2 separate regions of the Ovis aries genome follow, and region 2 is linked to region 1. Evidence: chromatin contacts called from public Hi-C data. All regions are on one chromosome and are shown on one strand. The core of a region is the stretch at or near the end of the contact, and the rest is flanking DNA. Distances in the headings are between cores, read along the strand shown.

Region 1 (4,875 bases), core at 964-3,463:
TGATTCTTCTAACCACATAAAAACATTTTCTAGCCATTACTTTTGAGTGATTTATGAGCACTCCCTTGTGGCTGTTTATTAGAATCACTTGAAATAGCAAAAGAAAAGCAACAGGAAGCTGAATTGCCTGGTTTAATGTAGTACGCCCACGGTCAAAGTGTGTCTACCCAGTAAATGCAGTATTGTAATGTCTTATTACCCAATATTAGATTTGCTTCTCTGATACAGAAAATAAGCGAAAAAGCTGTGATTATTTTTGAATTTAAAAATGGACCAGTACTTACAAAAATAAGTTTTTTAAAACCAAGGTTTAGATAATGGTTAAAAATTATAAAATAGTTAACCCTTAATTACTGAAATATGAACTTTTCAAAAATTTATCTTATCAATATCTAGAGAGAGCATTAAAATTGCATTTGAATTTTTCCTAAAGCCTCTTAATGAGGTCATACAAAGTAACACATTCCAGAAATATTATGGAAGTTTGAATTTCCTGAACTCTGTGACTTGGTTCCATGCCCTACCCCCCACCCCATCCTCTAGTATTACCTTTTGGAAGGAGTTTTATCAAGCCCCCTGTGTAAATTTGAGGAGAAAGAGTTCCATGTGAGCCAGAATTTCATTTCTCTAGATTGCTTTTTAAATCTTGATAAAGTCACCAGTGTTGTACCCCAGATTCAGATTTTTAATTATGGTTTCTTAGCATTTTGTATGTTATTTTCCATTATTTTTCAGTTGTAACAGTAACCCTTTTAAACCTACCTAAATTTTAAATACCTTCTTTACTTCACACGTGGATTACATCAGAATTGGAGAATTTCATCCATGTGATCGACCAGTGTGTTGGGATAAAAGGCATTCGTCCCGTAGGGGGTGTTCAAAGCTGAGAGTCAGGAGCAGACAGTTGGGTTGTAAATCCACTTTGCGCCCTTTGAGTGTTGGCATTCCTATTTTGATCTCTTGAATTTAGATTCACATATTGTGAACAGCAGCCCATTGACTGCATACAAGAGAAGCATCATATGTCAGATGTAAAGCCACACATATGTTATTATGGTTTATGGAAAAATGTAGGTTCCTGTTATCTACCACTGCAGATAGGTACTCTGAAAAAGTTTCTGTTAAATTTATTTGGATTTCAATTTCTCCCTCTTGAATAACTACCTTTTAAATCATCTTGGAAATTCTCAGACCGCTGAGGATGGCTCTGAACTCAGTAGTTGACACTGTGAATTCTGTGATGAAACAAACATTTATTGAAAGCCTGCCATATGCCGAATCTATGCTTGTGATTTTTAAAATATGTGTATTTTTCCTTTGATTTTTATGAAATTCTTAAGAGATACAGAGATGAAGGCATTGAGTCTTAGCAGGTTAGGTGCTGAGATCCGAAATGGAACAGGGTCTAACTTCAGCATTCACATTCTTAATATATTCCAGATGATTGTTAGGTTTTGAACTTCATTACTCATATGAAATCAACTTTAATCTAGATATTGTGAAGGGCTTAGCATAGTACTTGGCATGCATTAAACACTCAACAAATCATATCTCTTGTTATCTCTATCACTCCATTGGATGTTTTTCTTCCCCTTCTTTTTTTTTTTTTTTTTCCTGTTTAGTACCTCTGGAACTTATGTTTTTATTCCCTAAGTTTCACATTAATAGAATGAGAGCAGGGGGAAGAAAGAAAAAAATTGAGCAAATCCAAAACAAAAGAAAGAGATGAAGAAATATGGACAAACTAGAGATAGGAAGTAATGCTTGCCCCACTGGGTGGTTGTTAATTATCACATTTGGCTCAAGTTTATATTCTCACGTTTTGTTTCATTCCCAGGCCATATTTACATAACAGCCAGAGAATAGTTGTGGCAGAGATTTAAACGATTGGGTATGAATGTGAGTGCTAGCGTCTTAGCATATGGATCCGCCATCCACTCTTTTGTCTGGTCTTTTCCCAATTAAAAAACATTTCATCCGTATTGACTAGTTCCATGTTTTGAAGTGGGATACTGTGCTATGATATTTCCGTGAATCTTTCATGGTATCAAAAGTAATAGGTCCAAAGTGAAATTCGTTGTCATTACTCTTTCTCTACCAGACATGCTCCCTGCCTCATTTACCCTAGTTCTTAAAGCTATGCTGGAGTTCCAGTGCCTGAGGCTGAAAACTTGGTGTCACCTTTGATTCCTCCGCCTCTGCAGTTCCATGCTACCCGTCTGTCAACACCACAGGCCTCTGACCTAGTTGTCTCTTCAAACTTGTGTTCTTCTCCCAGCCATTCACCTGGCATATCTTGTCCTTATCTCTTCATTCTCAAAGTATCCTGCATATTACTTCCTAGAACAAGTTTTTACATTAATCTTCTCTTTAGAAACCAGCAGTGATTCCATATTCAGGTAACTTTGCTTAGATTATGGGTATTCTTTCCTTATTGCAGTTAAATTTCCTAATAGTAATTACACACTTTTCTCCAGTTAGATAATGTCAGTAGCTAATAACACATGGAACCTGCCGTGTGCCAAAACTTTTCAACATACTTTGTATGCACTGTGCCATTTCCATTTTTAAAAAGGTAACTGAAGGCCTGTAACTTGGTTGGCACTCACAGTCAGGATGGACTGTTAATGAGCGTGTAGTAAATGCTTCTATTTTTCCCTGTGCTGAACCCCTCCCGCACCACCCCCCCACCCCCGCCTCATATTTGCGTAATTGTCTCTTGCCTTTTTTATGGTGATGCCTGTTCCTAGGATATTTTTTTCTCTTTGGTGTATCCAGTTCATATCCACTTCCTGTTTACCTCTATCCAATACTTCCTGTTCACTATCCAAATACCACCTTGACTTATTTAGTTCTCATGGATCTTTTCCGTTGTCAAAATTCTGATGTGTTTGGGATGAATTCTGCATAGTTAATCATGTAACTATTCTCAGTGTACTGTGATCAGTTTTGTCTCAAATTTTCCGAAAACTTTAGCAGGACTTTATGACATTAAATACTTGTTGAGTGAATATTTTTTCCCCCTTTTCACAAGTAGGCATCAACTTTCATGCCTTAGTTTTTTTTCCCTTCCCCATGTAGCTCAATAGTGTGCTCCGCACATATATAAGCACCTAGTGATTGAATGTGGGAGTGTCTAGGCCATCTGTCTTTTGTCACTGTCAAAGGAAAATACCTTCTCATAATGTGCACATAGATATCCTTCAACCAAAAGGGTAGTATAGAAGAATTGGATATGCAGGTGTATCAGGTATATCATTACAGATGGATATATGTCATATATGTTTATTTGGAGATATTAAAAGCTGTAAGTTTTGAGTACTTTCCGGATGTAAGGCACTGAACTAAGTGTTTCACATTCATTATCTTCATCCTTAAAATCAAGTTGTTAGGTGATACAGCTGGTGATCAGAATGTTTAAATAGCGATTCATAAGCTATGGAACTGTGTTGAAATCAGCCGTTCTTGATTTTAAATACATGTACTTAAGACTTGTGCTGCCTATCTTCTCATTCAGCCTCATTGTTTGAGTTTTCACCACTTGAGAACTATCTCTTTGTTTAAAATCATTGCCTTTAAATACATTAGGTCATGCTGGTTTCCAGCATAAAGCAAACATTCGGTAACTGTTGGCCTTTATTGTTGCTATTTTTCCAAATTACACTAAAGTGTCCATGACGCTGTCTTTCCTTATGTGAACTTTAAAGGCAGAATCCGTTATTTAATACCTCTGTAACATCTGGAGAAATATATATGTATGTGTTTCAATGTATTTGGAGTTTCACTAGGGCAAAGAGGATTTAGAGGGTGAGAATTAAAAGTGAGCTACTTTGCTACTGTTCCCAGTCATCTTTCTGTAGTAAAATGCCTGCCCAGTGTATCTGGATGAATGCCTGTCCGAGCTCACAAAAAGGGCTGTAGGTGACTGATGGCAGAGGTATCTGTGCTGGCTCTCAATGTCTTGGGAAGGATTTTGAGTATTGATCTACTTTGTATGTTTTCACAATAGAGGATTTTAGGTACTTTTTTCAAGAGGTCATCTCATTTTCCTACAATTGGAAAATGACAGAATCATGGGAAGCATTATTTAGTTTTTATTTTTGTGGTTACTGTCTTTGTGTGTTAGGTAGATTATGGAATTTAAGAAATACAGCTTGACTGGAGAATAACCAGTTTAGTGAAAATAATAGAAAGTAAAACCCATTTTTTGAAATTTTAAAATTGTGATATAATGTCAAACTTATTTGAAATTATAAGAATAATATAAGGAGCTCCTGTATATGTTTTAACCTATTTAAAATAGTGACTAATTTGAAAAAATAGATTTTTCTCTTCATCTTAGCGTTTGCTAACTATGTAGTAGGTCATAGTATTATCACAGCGGTAGAATGAATGGTAATTTTGTTAACTGGGCCTACCTTTCCCCCACTCAACTTTGTTGGGATATAATTGATATTATGTAAGTTTAAATTGTACAATATGTTGGTTTGAAGCATTTATGTATTGCAAAATGATTAATACCATGACATTAGCTAATACCTCCATCTTGCCACATTATTATTTCCTTTTGTCATGAAAACATTAAAGATCCTATGTTTAATGTTAATACTTTTTAAAGTGATTTTTTTTAAAAATCAAGATTTCCTTCCAGCATGTTGCTTTCCTTAAAAATATGTCTTCTGAATCCAGTCATTGCCCCGACCCAGCTTGAACCCCCTCACAGTATTCTTACAGATTGATTTAAAGATTTATCTGTTTGAAAGTTTAAGTGAAATCCAATTTGGAGTTTTGGACTAAAACGCTGTTCATTGAAATAAAATCAGTTACTGTTTTAGTGTGGTTGGAAATGTTATGAGAATATGCAGGCAAACCCAA
Region 2 (4,819 bases), core at 1,504-4,003, 340 kb before region 1:
TCTCTAGATATATATATATATATATATATATATATATATATATATATATATATCCCTCTAGTCCCCAGGTCTTTTCTGAGACCCTCTTCCAATTGGAATCTATCATAAATAATTAAGGCTTCAATTTTCCTCTAACCCCTGGCTGACCGACTGACTCTCTGAGGCTGAGTTTACTATTGGATAGGACTGGATAGGAGTAGATTGGATTTCACTCCCCCTCTTGAGGACAGAATTCCTCGGCTCTTGCTGTTCTCACCTACCTTACCATAAGAAGGGGCATTCTCCAGCAATCCCACACTAGTGTTTTCCTCTATGTTTATCCCAATACTTTGTCTCTTTACACTTCAGTGGTTGGCTGCCTCCTGCTATAGTATTTGCCCGGAGATAAACTATAATTCTATGAGTTTGCTCTGGTTAGTAAATAAGTTTCAGAAGCATCTGACAAGGACTTTCTTCTGTTTGATACTCTCCTAGTCTGTTGCTTCTGAGATGGGAAGTAGACCATGCATTTCTCCCTGTCAACTTGTTTCCACAGCTGTTTGAGTTCTCCAGACTTTAAGAAACCTTTTCTATGAAATGCTTCCCTTTTTCCAATCTTTTTTCCTCCTATACCTGACTCCTCTATGATGTCCATTTCCCATGGTTGTTTCTTTGCCATTTCCTCAGGGTTAGGTGAGTTTGGATTGCTCTTTGTTTTTCATTTCTACTTGCCTTATTAGCAATCCCATTCCTTTACTATCCAATACGAAATTAACACTTTGCCAGATGGAAGCGTCATTTTCTCTCTCTTTCCCATTGTTTTATGTATTAGCTACGCTTTATTTGTTGCAAGTTATAAATTCCCATATATTAAGAGAAAAGAGAGATTATATTAGTAGGATACAGAGTAATCCCTAAAATTGAAAAGGAATTGAACTACAAAGCCGAGGAAAGAAAAGAGTATGGGCTGCTCTGGGCTCTCAGCAGCAGCTGTTGGGTGTGTCTACCCTAGAGCTCACGAGTATTCAGTGGGTGGGAGGAACTCTATGCGCAGACAATTTCATCACAGAGTTATCTGCAATAGATAGGGGGTGGGGGGTGGAAAGGATCCAAGTGTGCAACAGTCACCCCTACTAGTTAAGTCAATTTTTGCAAATATATAACAATGAGTTACTGTGAGACCATTTCAAATGTTTATGAAAAGCTCTGTGAAAACATGGGAAATGCTTATGGTAAATATAATGTGGAATGTACTTTATAAAATGTAAAAACCTATGCATAACAAAGCTATCATTTGTGATAAAAGTGGAAAACGTATACACATCATATTTACGTGACTGTATTTAAAGTATCTGTTGAAGGATACACAAAAATTAATCAGTGGTTATCTATTGGGATTAGGGGTAGAACTGAACAGATATCATGCACAAATGGGCAAAATAATTTGTCATATATCTTTTCTTAATTTTTTAACAATAAGACTGTATTACTTTTTCAAAACATCATACATGTATATATATGTGTGTGTGTGTGCATATATATATGCATACATTAATGAAAGGCAATATACCAAGATAGTTAAGAGTAGATAATTTTCTTATTTCCACATGTCATCCAGATATCCTCTAAAGAAAAAAATATATATATTTCTTTGACAAGAGAGGAAGCCAAATATTTTGTCCTTTTCTTTTTTTTAAACTAACTCCTTGTCAGACAAGTAGAGTGAATAAAGTTCTAAGAAAGGAGAAGAAAAGTATCATTCGTGGAGTTTCAAAGAAGTGTCAATAACCATGCCAAGGATATCACAAGCTTTTCTCTTGGGCAGCCAAGCCAGAGCATCAGGAAGGACAGAACACTGTTTCCATGAGGCTCTGTCATATACGGCTATAGACTGTGCTCCTCAAACCTGATTATCTGCATCAGTTACTTGGGAACCTGGTCAAAAAGCAGATTCCAGTTCTAAAGATCTAGGGAGGGGGGTAGGGGGGGTGGGGGCTGTGATTCTGCATTTTCAACAATCTCCCAAGTGATACTGGACACTGCTAACCAGCAGACCATGCTTTTGAGTAGCAAAGTTCTGCTGTCAGTCCTCCTAACTGCTGTAGGAATCTATATAAATACTTCTAATGCAGCTGAGTCCCCACTTGGAACTGGACCTCAGAGCGGCCCACAGGCAGAAATGATTAGCGATATTATTTTACTTAAAACTTTTAATTTAGAGAAAAATAAAAATAAATAAGAGATATCAAACAAAAAGATGTATTTTTATGGCCCTTGAAACGTCTTGTAAAACAGCTTGGTAAAACTTGGCTGCTTTGGAAAGACAAGTACCCTGCCATCCCAGCCTGGACTGGGTCTTTAATAGCACTTAGGTGGAGGAAGAAATTCTCCTTCCCGTGGAATTAGGAGTCCTCCGCAGCCAGATATGGTGCCACTGAGACATTTAGCTTCCAGCCTAAGCTCGGACATTTGGAAGCAGCATTCCTTCGGCCGGTCATTTCCTCCTCCGAGCATCCAGATTCCTCGTCTAAAGTGTGGCAGCTGAGCGGCTGGTGAGAGTGTCTGTGCGGGGACTTCTGAAGCTGATGCAGCTGATTGGACACTGCGGAGGCCTGCCGCGTGTGCACTCTGTCCTCAGAGCCTTCGGGAGGACGGAAGGAGAATAGCACAAGGCTACGCCGGGGGACCTGCGCAAGAGGACGAGGAGAACCCTACAGTTCACGTTAACAATTGGCCAAATGATGTTTAACTATGTGCAGCTGCCAGATTAAGGCAAATTTCAATTACTGTCACCAGCAGAAGAGAGTCATTCCAAAAAGCCAGGCAGGACCTCTGTTTACTCTTCAAACAAATGGTTGGGTTTAGCAAACAAAGCTTTGATTAGAGGCCATTATGGAATATCGGTTATTGCGAGTGTTTAAATTTTTATAGATCTGCTTGAATTTTATTACATAAGCATTCCACGTCTGTGACTAAAACTCAGGGCTTTCATATGCTAAGGCCTGTGATCAAAGCATAAAATGTGATTCTCATTAACACTTCCTCTTGAAATTAATAATTACTACTATTACTTATTAAGTAATCCCTTCTGTGCCAGGTGCGTTACATTGTCTCCATTTACTCTCACAGCAACGGCAATGAGATAGATATTGCTATGCCCATTTTATAAATAAGAAAGCAGACTCAGGAGGTTAATTAACTGGGCAGAGGTTGTATGGTTGGTTGAGCTCGATTTTGAACTCTGCTCTGACTTCTTGGCTCTTAACCTCTAGCTCATTTAAAGCAGAAACAAAGGACAGACGTGAATTTGCCAGCTGTTCATCACTCAGAAATCACCTGGTATTCCACCTATAACTACCACACACACAGTAAAGTGTGAACTCAATCTGTGAGCAGCCATGCCTGTATCACATACTTGGTGAGAAGAGTCACAGAGTGAGTGACACGTCAGGTACTTTCAGAATATTTGTCAAAGAATGGATAATCTGGTGTACAATCTTTTTTATATTATCAGTTTTATACTTCTCTTTTGATCCGTATAGTTAATGTTTCAATATGTATCCAAATAAGTATGTTTGCTGTCGTATGGTAGATATTGGATATCTATGAATTCAGTAATTTCCTGTGCATGCTTAATTTGAAGGTCATAAGTCTGTGCTCAGGTCTTTTCTGATTGTTTTTTAAATACAAAGTTAACAGACTGATAAATAATCTGTGATTATATTTCATAGGTACCATAGTGACATCTTGTGGGGAAAACATGGTGAATTGCTACTGTGCATTTCCGAATGCTGCAGAACTACTTTGTCTCCTTATGAAGTGGAAATGCTCATCAGACTCCATTTGATGATAGAAATACAATTTGGTCCTATACGAATTTAAGATAACAGCGTTTCATACCCATTTCCAATACACTGAAAAATAATAAACTCTTTCTGAGTCATGAGCGGTCTAAACTGATGGAGTTGTGGGACATGATACTGAAAGAAACACTGCGTGAGTTTTATAACTGTGGACATTTAAAAAGTTATCTTGTTTCTGTTTTCAAAATGTAAATAAAAATTTCCCCTGGGGATGGTTCAAACTAATTTAATGTAAAAGCAGAGAGTATTAAATTTTCTCCATGATAGAATTCTTATTTCCCCAGGATATCTTTTAAAGGATTCAAAAAATCAAGATGTATTAGCACAAGATTTTCTACCAAGTACAAAGCAAGTAACATTATTTATTGAGTGCTCACTATGTACAAGGTATTATGAAAACTTGCTCTTTTTTTCCCCTTACTAAAACCTATTGCTTTTATCAGCTGGCTAGAGAATGTTTGTTAATGAGGCTAAGGGTTGATTTTATTCACATGGGCATGGGTTTTCTTGTTTTCCTTCCTGGTAGATACAGTTGACCCTAGATAACTAAGAAGGACTGACTCCAGGGCACACACACACACACATACCTTCCCCCACGGATACCAAAATCCACAGATACTCAAGTCCCTTATATAAAATGACAAAGGACAGTTGGCTGTCAATACCTGCAAGTTCAACACTGCAGATCAAAATCCATAGATGGGGAAACTGCAGTTATGGAGGGCTGACTGTAGTATGGCATCGTGGAAAGACAGTGGTCTTTTAAAGCAAATATTGAATGTTTTTCTTTTCTCTCTCTTGAACCAGATCCTAAATACACACACATTTTTTTCTTTACTCTCTTATTTATCAATTATATGTGTGTATTCTTTTACTAGTATCTTTTAATACTATGAGATATTTTTAAAGTTATTACCTTAACCTGGGAAGACAAAGCAAATATTCTACCTTTTTATTATATTTAATCTATATAATGT

The links. Hi-C and Micro-C count contacts between places; a contact is called where the count stands out from the background.
Region 2: a contact with region 1 is called in a Hi-C map of liver, with 6 times the contacts expected there. The contact joins two enhancer-like sites. A contact is called at or near these places in 6 of 16 Hi-C or Micro-C datasets (hypothalamus, liver, mixed tissues and 2 more).

What each region holds. Positions count from the first base shown.
Region 1 is chr15:7,822,504-7,827,378 of ARS-UI_Ramb_v3.0, reverse strand. The region is part of intron 3 of ARHGAP42 (Rho GTPase activating protein 42); the gene reads left to right. Among named protein-coding and RNA genes, the nearest start is that of ARHGAP42, 180 kb to the left of the region's middle. Within about 2 kb of position 2,213, at least 3 of the 54 cell types and tissues checked have an H3K27ac peak or open chromatin away from gene starts, as enhancers often do. A contact at or near this core is called in liver, where this site is marked.
Region 2 is chr15:8,160,030-8,164,848 of ARS-UI_Ramb_v3.0, reverse strand. No RefSeq gene overlaps it. Among named protein-coding and RNA genes, the nearest start is that of ARHGAP42, 150 kb to the right of the region's middle. Within about 2 kb of position 2,753, at least 2 of the 54 cell types and tissues checked have an H3K27ac peak or open chromatin away from gene starts, as enhancers often do. A contact at or near this core is called in liver, where this site is marked.